Linked DNA regions of Anser cygnoides: region 1 is linked to region 2. The links are chromatin contacts, called in public Hi-C maps. All regions are on one chromosome and are shown on one strand. Each heading gives the region's core, a stretch centred on a gene start, on an enhancer-like site or on the middle of the called end of the contact. The rest is flanking DNA. Distances are from core to core; before and after follow the strand shown.

Region 1 (6,800 bases), core at 3,889-6,388, 130 kb before region 2:
GAGCACCATGCTCAACATGCTTCCACAGAGGTCCAACATCCCATTAAAGAAGGGAGAGTTCAGGGTTCACCTTCACAGAGGGGAAGGACCATCTGGCAGATGACTTCGGTTATGTTACCCTTTCTTATAGGAAGAGCTGTGCCAGTGCTGCAGTTATCAGAAACCAGTGGACAGCATGTCTTACAACAGTGACTGGGTTTTGGACTCTGATCCCAGCTCTCCCGCTGTTTTACTAGGTGGCCTTCAGCATGTCACTGCACTTGTCTGTGCTTGGGTCTATACAGAGAGAGAGAGGAGAAGTGAAATGAAGATAACAAGCATAGTTTTGACTTCAATATTTCTGGCCCATGCCATCTCTCTTTGGCTGTTGGTAAATTCTGTTTGATGATTTAATAGAGTAAATCCCATTTGTCAGTCATTTAGATTTTATTAACTGCCTTTTGGAAGGCATTTAAATGGTCTAGAGCAACTGCTGGAATAGGATCATCTAATACTCAGGCAAATGAACGGAGAGCAAAAACAGAAACACAGCTTCCACCTCCAGAACCACCCCCATTTGTAACTTCACTGCTGAGGAGGAGGAAGCCAGTACATGGGCATTTCAGTCACACCAAGATCTGGCAAATTTACATGCCCTCAGGCTGTTCAAGGCACTGCTAATTAATACCACCCTCAGTCACAGGCTCCCTGTGAGCTCTGCAGTTTTGAATGCCTAAAACCAGAGGCTGAAAATACAATGAAAGATTGCAGGAAAGAGGTGAATCCAACAGGTGACCAGGGTGATGCAAGGAGGCCTGTATGAGAGGAGTCTGCTCCTGCAGTGGGAAACAACTTCAGAGCAAAGCTGCTTTTATATCACCACTAACATCTAGCCCCACTAATACCAAAATGGCAAGTTGACATACTCATTTTTTCTTACCTGGTTTCCAAACAGATTAGATCCAACTACGATTCATGGTGTAACCATGATTAGCTCTAGTAGTCAGTAGTTAAAAAAAACACACTACTATTATAGTTTATTACCTCTGATCACTTCTTCTGAACGTGATTTTCTTAACATTTTATTTTATTCTTATTAGGGTAAATAACCTTTATAAAGCATCTGGAAACTTAAAAAGACTTATACCTTCAAAACCGCTGCTCCCTTTTTAACTCATTCTGAAATCCAGAAGTGTTCCCACACAACCCTTTCCTTTGTCAACAAAAACATTTTCATCTCCCAGGCGATTACAGACTGCAATAGGCTCAGAAAGAGATGAGAGCTCCATTGCAGCATCTCCTCAACTTCAGACACTGGGAACCAATTAGCTTGGTGGCCCCTCTTTTCACTCCCCTGGTGCTGCTGGTTTCCTTTCAGGCACCCAGCTCTGCCTGAGTGTGCAGGTCCCAACTCAGCAAGCTGCCTAGAAGTTAGCGCTGAAACTAGTACCTGTCCTTCCTCTAACCCTTAGCTTATATTTCATTTCAAAGGCATAAAGCAAACAATAGCTACCACCACTGTAAAGTGATTTGAAATCCAGCTAGTGGCAGGTGCTGTGAGATGAAGGGGAATTGAGTCATACCCCATACGGACATGAGAATCCAGCCCAGTAAATTTCTCTACAGGCATGGGAACATCCACACCCCTTGAGTTTAGACTGAGCTCACTCAATGACTCTTCATTAGTGCCAACTTTAAATTTCTACCCTAGTCTGATGTTAAAAGAAAAAACGATGCTGAGTGATCCTAACCTCTCCTACAATGCAGCTTGTAACATCTGTCCAGGTTTGACATTTTTGTTTGAGCTCAAGGCAGAAACTATTAGCCATGCTGCCAGGATATGTGACATTTGTGAAAGTGAAAGAAAACCAAAGTAGGGAGGGAGAAAAACTGAAAATAAATTGGGAAAAATAGTTATGGTTTGTTAGACACAGCAGGATTAAAGACAAAGCCTTAAGAGATTAGTAAAAGACAAGTGCAGGGGAGTTAGATGTCCACACCAACAAAAGACAGTAACAGAAGGAAAGGGAAGTTAACACCTGCAAGTTTAAACAGTTTGACTGGGATCAACCAGGATGAGGTGATCAGCCCGCTGGCTGCGTTCTCTCCTTTCTGCTCTGCTGGGGATGATGCTCTGGTAGCAGAGCTGCAGCACAGATTCAGGGAATGGGGAGCCAATATAACACAAAGTGATTTGACATGAGTTTTGACACTCCTCCACTGAATCTGACAGGAAATGTTGCTTTACTCTGTGCTGACCTTGCACTTCTGGGACAAAGGGTTGAGTGATTTGAGGTACTGATGACAGGAGCCCAGAGCTATGGTCTGCAAGTCAAAACTGGTTTACAATAATACCTATCATTTACAATATTTCATGGTGAAGTGCTGACCTTTTGTTGGAAATCTCCTGAACAGTCAGTCACACAACAGCCACATAGTACTGAGCACTGGCTTTCAGAGCTTGCTCCAGAGCACACGGCTAGGATATGCTAGGATAGGCAGCTGCAATTTAGCAGTGTTGCACAGACTTACCAGGGAAGGCCACAAAAGTAACTCAGTTTAGGAGGTACAGTTGTGTTGAAACTGACTCGGGACCTAAAAAGTACAATAATACACAAATGCATTGCCTGTATTATAGCTTAAAATGTAGAAACTACACTTTCATCAGCTTATGAAATATTCGTTACACCTGGAAAGTTTGTTTCCTGAAACAAAAGAAACGTGGGTAAAGTTAAATCATGCTAGTGGATTTTTGGTACTGCTTTTTGATAGAAAATGTTAGGTAAAGGAAAAGAAAGGGGAGAGACAGATGTTCTGAGAAGGAATTTTGAGTCATTTGGCTAAAAATAAAGAAGTTTCAGAAAAAGCAAGTTTTGTTGACACAAAAAGAATATTGCACCACATCTACTAATAACACAGAACTTACGCACTCTACAACCTTAAATTATCCTCCTACCTTGAAAATGCTGCCACATTATCTGCTAACGTTTCCTGGTCATCCGCTCCAGATCGGTAATAATCATACACTGATTTGGGGAGAAATTTTTTAGCATAATCTTCAAAATCCGAAATACAAACTGGCTTTCCAGACATGTTTGCAGATCTCACAGGATAACTTTATTCCTACTTTCCAATCTTTTAAACTTTGTATTTCTGTCTGTAAATCATTAATGTGGGATCTCATCGAGATTTGACTTGCTTATCTATGCACAAAAAATATACACCAACTTCTTGTGTCATATTGGACTTCAGCACCACATTTTATTTCATGTGGTGAGGTGAACCTAGAACATAATGGAAAAAGACTCAAAACTCCAGTAACAGGCAAGTACCATCTCTTGTGTATAACTATCGTCAAAAATATCCAGGAGACTGAAAAAAAGATACCTTTTATGTTCAAAAAGCAAAATTCTGATTTAGTTGATTTATAAAAGCAGGTCTGAGCCTGGACTGGCATTTAGAACAACAGTTAACACAAGCATGTTTCCAGTTATTTCCATTAAAACTCCAAATTTTGAGCCAAGTTGCATAAACCCAGCTGTCACCCAGCTAGGACATTTAATATACCCTCAGGCAAGTAATTCCTGTTTTTTTAGGGTAATTCCACCTCCACAACCCAGAGAGCTCTGTTCTTAGAATGTTATCAAGTCATGTGCAGTCACCAGCTTCAAATAAAATTAGCTTACTAGAGATGATACTCATCCAAAATACAACATTAAGATTTCTTGATTTAATTTTCATTTAGGATTTAACAAATACCACATATATACTTTGTTTGGAACAGGTATACAGTATTTGTTTGATAGGGAAAACTTGCAGTTATATCATGTGTATATAAAACTCAGTTTTCCTCCTGCACACTTGAATTATTAACAATTGTTTTTAAGAATAAAAAAACAGGTTTGGGGGAGAATACAGAAATTGGTCCCTTTTTTGGAAATACTCTCTAAAGCACAGTATAAAACATGGCAGAGCTTTGCAACAAGCACAGGAACAAAGCAGCATGCACTGTGGTCACCAAAGCCCAGCACACACCTCTGTTTCTGTCTACAGTGCAAGCAAACCAGAGAACCTGTTGTTTGCTTACTGTCAGTTATTTGTGAGGAATCTCGTGATGAACAAACATGAAGAAATGCAATGCAACAGAAGTACATACGTGCCTTACTTCCTCCAAAAATTTGGGATGTTAAGTTACTTGGCGTTATCTAAATTCTTCAGCATTGATGAAGAAATCGAGTTAAATATAGATATACCTCTGTTAAAACCACAGCCATCATCCTTGCTGTTGGTTTATAAATAACAACTAGGAACACAATATTCTGCAAAGAGTGAGAGGAGTGCTTAAGATTCAAAGGAGATTGTCAAGCATCTGTGGAGGAGTATTTCAGGGACTGGAGCAGGAAGGATGGTGCCAACTGTAAGGTCAGTTTCAGAAATCATCTTAAGAGAATGATGGCACTGAAGAGATTTGCAGCTAGAAATAGCTGCTTTCCCAGATGAGGGCATCTTAGCTTAAAACATATGGGGCCCCTTAGGGTGTTCATTTTTATAGCTGGTCAGAATATTCATGGGAGAAATTACTGGAAATGATTATCAATATACAATTACACCATCGGGTATTTATAATTGCATATAATTTAAATGCAAACTGGCTTACATTGACATTTCTCTGTGCTCCCAGCACAAAACAGGGGATATATCTGCTTACATTTATTCAGTTTGCATCACATATGCTCTAGGATAAATGGCTGTTTTTAGCATGAGGAAGTAAGCATTGTGTGATAGCTAAACATTTTAATGTGTGCAACTGAATTCAACATTAATGAATGCAACATGTTGGAAATTTGCACAAAATTGCTGAAGGTAACTACACTGTTTCATTGCTGATCTTTCCCCCTACTTTTACATCTATATGCACTTAAAAAAAAAAGAGTTAAGCTCTTCATAGCACTTCCCACATTAACCTTTCACTCTCCATTTATGTTCATTTATCATATTCACGTGATACCAGCCTGTCTTTACCGGTCATTTTTTGCCACTCGTACTAAAAGTTCTCCTCCCCTCCCCATCACTAAATTGCTCACATGCAACCCTTTATAGATCCCCCAAGAAAATGCCAAACATGCCAAAGCACAGTGACTTCTTCTTGCAGCCCAGGCAACACGCCCTCGGAAGTTACAGCCCTCGAAAGCCCACCAGGAGCTAGAGCTGCTTCTACTCCAGACAACCCTTACCACCACTGGCCAGTTTATGAGCTGAGGCATGGAGGAAACTGCCAGTATCAGCACAAAGGAAACAAAACTAAGCAAAAAAGTTTAATCTGTAGCTACACTACAATTGCGTATCCTCTTACTGGTAGCATGAGTGTAATCCCTAGGAGGGCACAGCAAATGTCTCCCCAGCACATCTGACAGCGACACAGACCAGCTCTGACACAGCTTCTTTCCAAGTAATTGGATCCTTATTTTAATGAATCTATCTGGCTGCTCCCTCTCTGGATGAGGGACATCCTGTCTGCTTAACGAGACATCAGCTGTCTTAACTTTAACCTTGGTGCAAAAAGGATAGCATCTTATTTAACAGCAAGGAGTTTGCCCAGGTAACCAAGACAAATCTCACTGGCAAAAGTCAATGTGCAATTGAAATTTGAGGTTGGACTAGATGATCTTGGAGGTCTCTTCCAACCTAGACGATTCTGTGATTCTGTGAAATGTCCAGATGTGATTACGGCAGAGGGGAAAAAAGAAGTGTACCAGTAACACCCTCTCCCATATCAGCTGTTTCTCAGTTGTTTCCTGAGCTGGTCACTAGTGAATTGCCAGTGGAAAACAGCATCACATAAGTGAACCTCAGCTGTACCAGGCTCTGCAAAGGAACCTCTTTGCACTTAAGTTAAAAAAGGGATATCAGAAGTTCAGGATGAAAAACCCACAGAGGGCTGCAAATTACAGACATACAACTTCCAGCTCAGAAAGTGATTCAATCAGAAGCCAAAAAGAAGTGTTCTAAGAAATATCATTACACACTTGTCCTTACATATGTTATTTGCCAGAGAGAGGAAAAGAACTACATAGAATTTTAGCCTGAGTCACTATGTTCCTACTGCAGGATCAGAGAAACATCAGTTATCTCCTGTGAAGCAGCAAAAACTCCACAGGTGAGGAATGAGTCAACTGGGATTTTCTCACTTGAGTTAACTGAAGTAAAGATTAACTGGAAAAGTTAACTCCAGTATATAATTAAAATATTTCAATGTCTCAGAGATTACTTAAGTGTTTCTCAAGAGTGCTGTGGAAAGCTGTTTTATCAAGTAACTTTTTACATAGGTAAATGGCTGTGTTTTAACTTCCAAATTCCCCATGGACATTCCTGAAGTTCTGCAAATAAAGTCAGAAAACACACCTTTATAATTGTGAACGCTAAAGTGAAGTGTTTTCAGTGAGTATCTCGTCAATCAGAGCTGAACCAATCGATTTTGACCCCTCCAAGTCAGAAGAATCAACAGAAAGTATTTTTCTTCAGCCATCTGACTTCAGCATGAGACTGAGCCAAAGACAATGGCTTCGTTGTATGAATGAAGACAATTTTTTCACCCAGGAACAGCAAGTAGGTGGCCCTAACAAGGCCCCAGGAACATCTGTTTTGGGAAGTCAGTTGGGAAGTCTCGGGACTGCCAGGGTGCAGGGAGGCTGGAGCATCAACCAGAGGAACAGTTATCCTAGGAGGACCCACATAACTGGGTACGAGGAAAACAATGCAGGGAAGATGTACAAGAAGGTTCACAGCATCATTTTTGGCTCCATAGCAACCACCACCCTCCT
Region 2 (6,831 bases), core at 2,587-5,086:
CCCAACTATGTAATGTTAGTGTCACTAAAATGCAAATGTAATTTCTACCCTGTAGATATGCTTGGTACACCCCAATTTGGTTTAATACTGAGTTAACGAAGCTCTAAGAAAATGTTTCCGAGTAGTTTGTTTTAATAGTTTGTTTCATCATTACGCGCATTGACTATTACAGCATTTGGAAATAAAAATAGACACTAGTATTTGAGGTTGACCTAGGTTTCTGTGGCAGGTGAGATGGTATCGTTGGTGTGTATTAGTGGTTTGAGTGACAGTGCCCAGAGGGTGGTTGCAGTAAAGCAGCTGTAACCCATTTCCCTTCTCGATCTGTAGATTTTAAACAACTATGTGCAGGCTTTAGGCAGGTGCTTACTCTTTCTTTGAGCAGCACTATCTGAAAGAGAGGAATGCAGGTGTGTGACTCCGGGTCACTGGAACCACCACGTTGCTCTCACAGACCCAGCCTGGCATCGCTCCGTCTTGGTGCATATCACGGCGATGTGAGTGGGTGCCATGCTGGCCTGTGTGCCCTCCAGGAGGTACGGAGCTTGCCTGACATGTTGCAAGGTGCCAGGGGCTCCACGTGGGGCACAGGGGGTTTGTGGCCGCTGCCTGGGTAATGTGGGCACGGCTGCTCTGCTGAGGAGGGTTTGAGCCCTGATCCATGTGGACATCAGTTACTTGGCCAGAGATCACTCCTGAAAACGGTGCCCTTTGGAGCACAGGTGCAGCTGTGAGGGGGGTGCAGGAAGGATCCTTTTACCTCTTGATTCCACAGTGTATTTCATAAAGCATCAGCTGATGTCTTGGCATCCAGGAAACAAGAGAAAGTTGAAAGGATGAAATGCATGCGCTTAATAAGCGCATTCACAAATGCCTTCTGTTGGCAGGTAATTATGTGACCCACGGCGAGAAGATTTTTAAGTGTCACGGTGGTGAGGTCCCAGGAATGTGTTGCAGAGGACAGGCACAGGTTTGCTGGAGAAGTTGTGTGCAAGTGTTTTATTTCTTTTCGTGTTTTTACCAAAGGCTGAAGCTAGTGCTTAACAAAGTTAAAAGACTTGCATTGACTTCAGTGGTATTTTTGAAGTAGACCTCAATCCTCAAGAAAAATCCTTATGGTTTGATATATTCCTTTTGGGACACTCCAGAAAGAAATAGCTTGAGAATATCTTGGCAGATAAAAATGATCCAAGTATGTGAACGAAGCCTCCAAGGCACCCTGCTCTTGCGGAGCTGGCATTGTGTTGGCAGGGGAAAATCAAAGGAGATGCGTGCCGTGCTGTGCACACCCTGATCCCACCCGTTTCTGACAGCTGCTTGAGTCAGTCTGCTGAGGGGATTGGGCCTTGCTTGGTTTTGGTTTTGCATCCTCATGTTCTGCAGTGCACCACTTTAAAGCAAAGCAGCGTGCACATGGTTGTCAGAGGAGGGGTAGCACATGTTTGTCTGATTTTGTTCGGGTGCTGTGTTTAACTGCAAGTTTTATCATCTTGCTCATGGACAGAACCTGAGCGCGTGCTCTTCTGCTTGCCAGGACATCGCCTGGGTCACTCCATCTTTCAGGTCTCAACGAGCAATGTTTTCCAACATCTTCCCCTACGGATGGGTTTAGGCTGAGCTGATTTGAAGGAAATACTGCAATCTGGACAACTGCGGGGAGTTACTTGCAATACTGAGATACTGTCCCAGAGACCAGCCGGTGGTTACAGTGTGCCGCAGCATTCTCCCAGGCTGGAGGCAATTATAGCAACTGCTCTCTGACCTGAGAGGAGAATTTACAGCCTGTTAGTATTTTCTAATTGCAGCCATCAGAAATCTCAGCCCTATCCATAGGTAACACGGTGGCCTTGAAATCCTGGGATGGGTCAGAAGCTGTGTCGCATAAAATTGCCCCTGAAATTGCAGAGCTGTCTGTGAGACTTACTGGGCAGGTGGGACAGGGTGCACGGTGTTAGCATCTCCACCTGACTTAGCTCACCCTTGCAGCTGGCTGTGGCTTATAAAAGACCTTGCTCTCTTAATAGGATGGTTACCCATCGTTCTGGCATGTTCTGGTGGCCAAGCCAGACTGGATCGAGCACAGCCCTGTCTGGCAGCTGCTCTGCTGACAGTTCTTGTCATCTCTCAGAGGAGAACCATCCCTTCCTGGTCGTGGTGGGGCTCCTCCCTGTATCACCCCATCTGCTCATCCCACTCTCACCCACCAATACGATCAGATTTTTCTGTTTGCTTGCTTAAAAAATTGTTCTGGAATTGTTGGAGGGGATTTTAAACGTTTTATTGTGTTTCTTGGAGATGGCAAGTTGTTTCATGACATGGACTATCTGACAACAGGGATTCTTCCAGGCTGATACAAGTCCCCCCAGTATCTCCACATTCAGCTTTCTGTGTGTTGGTGCTTGTTGTGTTTGAAAAGTATGTTGGTTTGTTTCCCCAGGTTGTTGACAGTGCCGTTGGCAAGATTAGATTCTGGTGTAAAACACATTGCCATGAGCATAAACATGCATGATACTATTATTTTGACTTGTAGGAAGGTTGAGTCTCCCAATAAAATTGGAGAGGGATGTTTTGCAAGTGATTCATCATTTATTGAGATAATTTATCTTCTCTTCTTTGAAGTCCTCCTATGCTCCACTGTGAATGAATGTCAGGCGTTCCTCTTGATACGAGAGTACTCCTCCTAAAATAAAATGTATAGAGCTAAAATTGTATGCTCTTAAAATTGCACTCTGACAGTACAGAGAAGTTAGGTCTGGTGGCTGAATCCCTGAGCAAGCTGAACAGGTAGTTTTTATTTTCACTTCTGCTAGAGATCTTCAGTGTCACCTTGACCAATTCACTTTATCCGTGGCCTTCTCCCCAAGAGCAGAGTAAAGGTAATGTTTTCATTTTCTTCTGTAATTCTTGCTGTAATTTGTAAGCACTTTGGGGTAGGGCTTGCCCCGTACCCTGGCCGAGTGTGCACTCATTATTTGGGTCGCGCAGCAACAGCAGGTAGGAGATAAACATGGGGTGCTTTTAGCACCCTGTGGCGATGCAAGCCCTGATAGAAGCATTGCTTTACCAGCATAAACGTGTTTTGTTTAGTTTTTCTTGGTATAGCTCTTTGTATTCTGTAGAGTTTGTTGAAGTTAAACCATAAATAGTTATGATAAGTCTGTCTACAGTGAGCAATTTCCTGACCAAAGTGTAATGACAGAGTTTATTAAATATAGATCTCATCCTAGTGTGTACACAAAGCCAAATGCAATTAAGCTGTGTCATGGGCGAAGCCTAATTATAACAACAGGTAAAATTCTGCAGCCGGTCTTGCCTTTAAAATTGCACAGCCATGCTGAGCGACAAGTAATCCAGTACTTTGCTCCAGCTGAGGTATTTACCCAGTCGCCTTCTGTTCTCCACGAGAAACTTATTAAGGTAGATGTGTTTTGCATCGTACGGCCAGAATTGATGGAAGCAGGAGGTATCCCGTGGCACGAAACGCGGAGCTGCAGGTTCCCCCGGGAGCGCCCCGCTGGCAGCGCACTCTCCCCTCCCTGCCACAGAGCAGTCCAGCTTGGTGACCTTTGGTTTCACACAGACAGGAGTTTAATCGCATATAGACGGGGCCCAGCTGGTTGGATCTTTAAATAGTTGCGAGTGCTTGACTGGAAATAGTGTGGTTCAAAAAGGAAAAGTTTCTCGTCAGTTCAGGCTACTCTGCCTGCTGCAATGCCAACCGCACCGGGATCGAGTGCGTTCCCCAGGCAGCATTTCTGAGCTGCGGCCCCAATTCTGCAGGACGGAGCTGAAGTGGAGGCCCTTCACAGAAACCTTGCTCACCTTGGAAGCGAATCCAGGCACAGCAACCTCCGCGGGTCTGCAGCACGCAGATGGCTCGTGTTGTGCTGGTAGCAAGCGTGAATGCACCAGTTGTTCGGTGTCCTGTAACACAAGACACTTGTTAAGAGGCGAACAATATGGTGTTTCACTTGGAGCCTACACGCATTTTATTTACCAGTGCTTACGTGGGAGGGCAGGGTGCCATTGTTGGCTCCCAGCGGCTGCAGAGCGAAGCTGGAGCAGTTCTGTGGGTTGCCTCAGGGTTCCTCCTCCTTTCTGTGGGGATGCAGACAGAAGAGCTGGGTCTGAGCTATTTTAAATGCTTTGTTTTTGCTTTGTTTCACTGTGTCCAACCCGGAGAGAGAGGAAGTGCTTGCTGACAGTGGGAGGCTGTTAGTTCTGCTGGAAGCACATAAGTAAGTTTTTGTAGGGTTTCCGTGCTTTTTGGACTGGAACTTCTTTTCAGCGCTGGATTCACTTGCAGCTTATAACGATATATTGAGGTAGGGATTCTGGTGTATAATATAAAATATTAGATAATGTTCCCATTCCTCACCTTACCAAAGCCTTTGGTTTTAACTGTGAATGTTATGCTGTGCTTATCTCCTGCATCCAGCTCAGCCGAGTGATTCCGTGCTAAAATGGGACTTCACTGACATACTGGGGAGTTCCTCCATGTGCCGCACAGTTAGCTGAACAAATACACGAAGCTCTCCTTTTACTGAGGATATTTTCTTTTGGAAGTAAAGACAGGATGAGATCTAGAAATTGTTTTTATCAAGCCACAAAACACTATCTATTTATTCATGAAAAATGAACAGATAGTGGATGAAGTCTTGGCTATGTGACAAAACATCCCTTAGAACAAAGGTAGCGCCTGTAGCATCTGCCAATTTATTGTGCAGAGCTGGAGAGCTAAATGCCCTGGAGCTCTTTGTCAGTATCCCAAAATCTGTGGTGTTCGGAGGGCCTGGGCTAACCCCTTCTGCAGAAACAAGTGCCTGACCTGGTGACTGGGAAGAGGTGCTGCGAGCTGTCTCTCTGATCCCCCTGCCCTCGTTACAGCAATTTCTCCTGTACTGAGAGCACCTACCCACGGTGATGCTGTCTGCTTCAACCCAGTTTGTCTCACGAATATGCATAAGCAGTTTCTTTCTTTTAAAGTTCTTACAATTGATAATTCGAAGTGGCTAAGTCAGCTCCTTAGACACTGGTTATTTGTTGCAGTAAGTCCACTGGTTGGAAATCCTGACGGTGGTGATGAGAGGAAGGAGCACATGACAGCGTGCAGTGTAGGCGCTGTATTTTAATACCAGGGTGTTGAGCTAGGAAGAGCAAAGGAATACATGTGTTCTTTACGCGCTGGTGTTTGAGTTATCTTTTTTTCTGTGTTGACAAGCTTCCCATGGGAATTCTCCTTGAACAGGCATCTTGAAATAAGAATTATAATATTTAATGGTCTTTAAAAATATTTATTTGCTTTTGACTTTCAGAGTTAAAGTAATACCTCTGTGAGAGCGACATGTCTATGCGGTAGCTTTAATTTACTGCAAGTTTGATTAATGCTAATTTGTTGATGTAAAAGGATTTATTTTGGTGACTTAACTGTATTAACTGAGAAGAATAAATGTCCTAATTTAATATTTACGTAGTTGTCCTAGTAATAGACTTCCTACGTCCTAATTATATAAGAAAGCCAAGTGTCTGTACTGACAATAGTTCATATATACTCGTAGGTTAAGAAGCAGAGATAGGTAATCAGACTTTATTCCTCACAAGCGACTCTTATCTCATGAAACAAGCAAAAGCTATTTTATGACCCATTAATTTACAGCTGGTTCATAATGATGCATATTTTCATATTTTTATAAGATTCTGTTGCCATCATGCTCAGGATTACTCAGATTGCTTACAGATTGCACTTCATTTCTCTTATTTCTTCCCCTAAAGGTATTAATAGGGTCATCAGAAATATTTATTTTTAACGAGTTTGTACTTGAACACATCTTAATTTTCCAACTTTGATATCTTGGCAGTTAATGTTTGACATTTGATAGGTTTCTTCTAATTCTCTTGATCTTACTGCCTGTAGTTTTGAAGTCAAAAAAAATAAATCCGTCCTGTGGTTGTTTGATAAATAAGATAATTACCTGGTTTCTGATGCTTAGTTTTATGTAGTAATTTTGAGACACACCATGTCTGTTTTGTGGGAGAACTTTCCATGTGAGAGGGGAATGTTACTGACTTTGATGTATTTTAGTTCAGTAAACTGGAGGGAGTGAGCATCCTTAGGTTGAGAGAGCAAGCTCAACACACAAATTTTGAAGTCGTGCTAGTACAGAAGCCTTTCTAACTTCATTCATTCTGGCCATTTCCTTTAGGAAGAAAACTTCAAAGGCACAAATAGCTATTTTCTAGTGAGTGTAGGCTGTTTAATTGTCCCTTTGTGGCTTTGAAATCTCAGCTATGTTTTAGGAAACAGAGGGACTGCAATTGATTTGTGCAGTCTGTTATCATTCAGTAGCAAAGATAAATTGTTAAATGTTCTTAAAGCACAATGTTACAATAGGAAATTGTTGTTATTTAATATCAAGATAAATCAGGGAATACAAGGACTAATTTGGAGGATGGAAAACAATCACGTTTTAGAAAGGCTTTGTTTGTGGCACAAATCTGCATGTCAAAGACAACAGCAGCTAAATGATGTAGAATCTCATGTGCAATTAATTTATTTGGGGGGGGAGTTGATGCTACTTTGTGACTAGGGTAAATCCTTTGAATCTTAGATGCTTTGAACATTTTTGTCTGTCTTTTTAGCAGTGCTCTCTGCTTTAGGAATTAAAGTCTGCCCAATAGTGTGGAGCAGCTAGGTTGCTGCTGCTTGTAATGAAAATAAACAGAAATTAAAATCAGGGCAAGGTCTTTGCCTGAATAAGGGGTGGTGGTTTGGTTCAATTTGACTGTCACGATTTTAGTGACTGCAGTGTCCCGATTCAGGAAAGCTTTCCG

The links. A called contact is a pair of places that touch in the nucleus more often than the background predicts.
Region 1: a contact with region 2 is called in a Hi-C map of liver, with 2.5 times the contacts expected there. The contact joins the promoter of HAO1 here to the enhancer-like site in region 2. A contact is called at or near these places in 2 of 7 Hi-C or Micro-C datasets (both in liver).

Annotation. Positions count from the first base shown.
Region 1 is chr3:6,058,475-6,065,274 of Taihu_goose_T2T_genome, reverse strand. HAO1 (hydroxyacid oxidase 1) reads right to left here and starts at 5,138. Exons shown (of 8, transcript XM_013182177.3): 1 at 2,936-5,138. The coding sequence starts at 3,072. The region is part of intron 4 of LOC106036652 (a long non-coding RNA gene); the gene reads left to right.
Region 2 is chr3:5,927,491-5,934,321 of Taihu_goose_T2T_genome, reverse strand. All of the region lies in intron 4 of PLCB1 (phospholipase C beta 1), which reads left to right. The region is part of intron 1 of LOC125182440 (a long non-coding RNA gene); the gene reads left to right. Among named protein-coding and RNA genes, the nearest start is that of PLCB1, 100 kb to the left of the region's middle. Within about 2 kb of position 3,836, at least 1 of the 3 cell types and tissues checked has open chromatin away from gene starts, as enhancers often do. A contact at or near this core is called in liver, where this site is marked.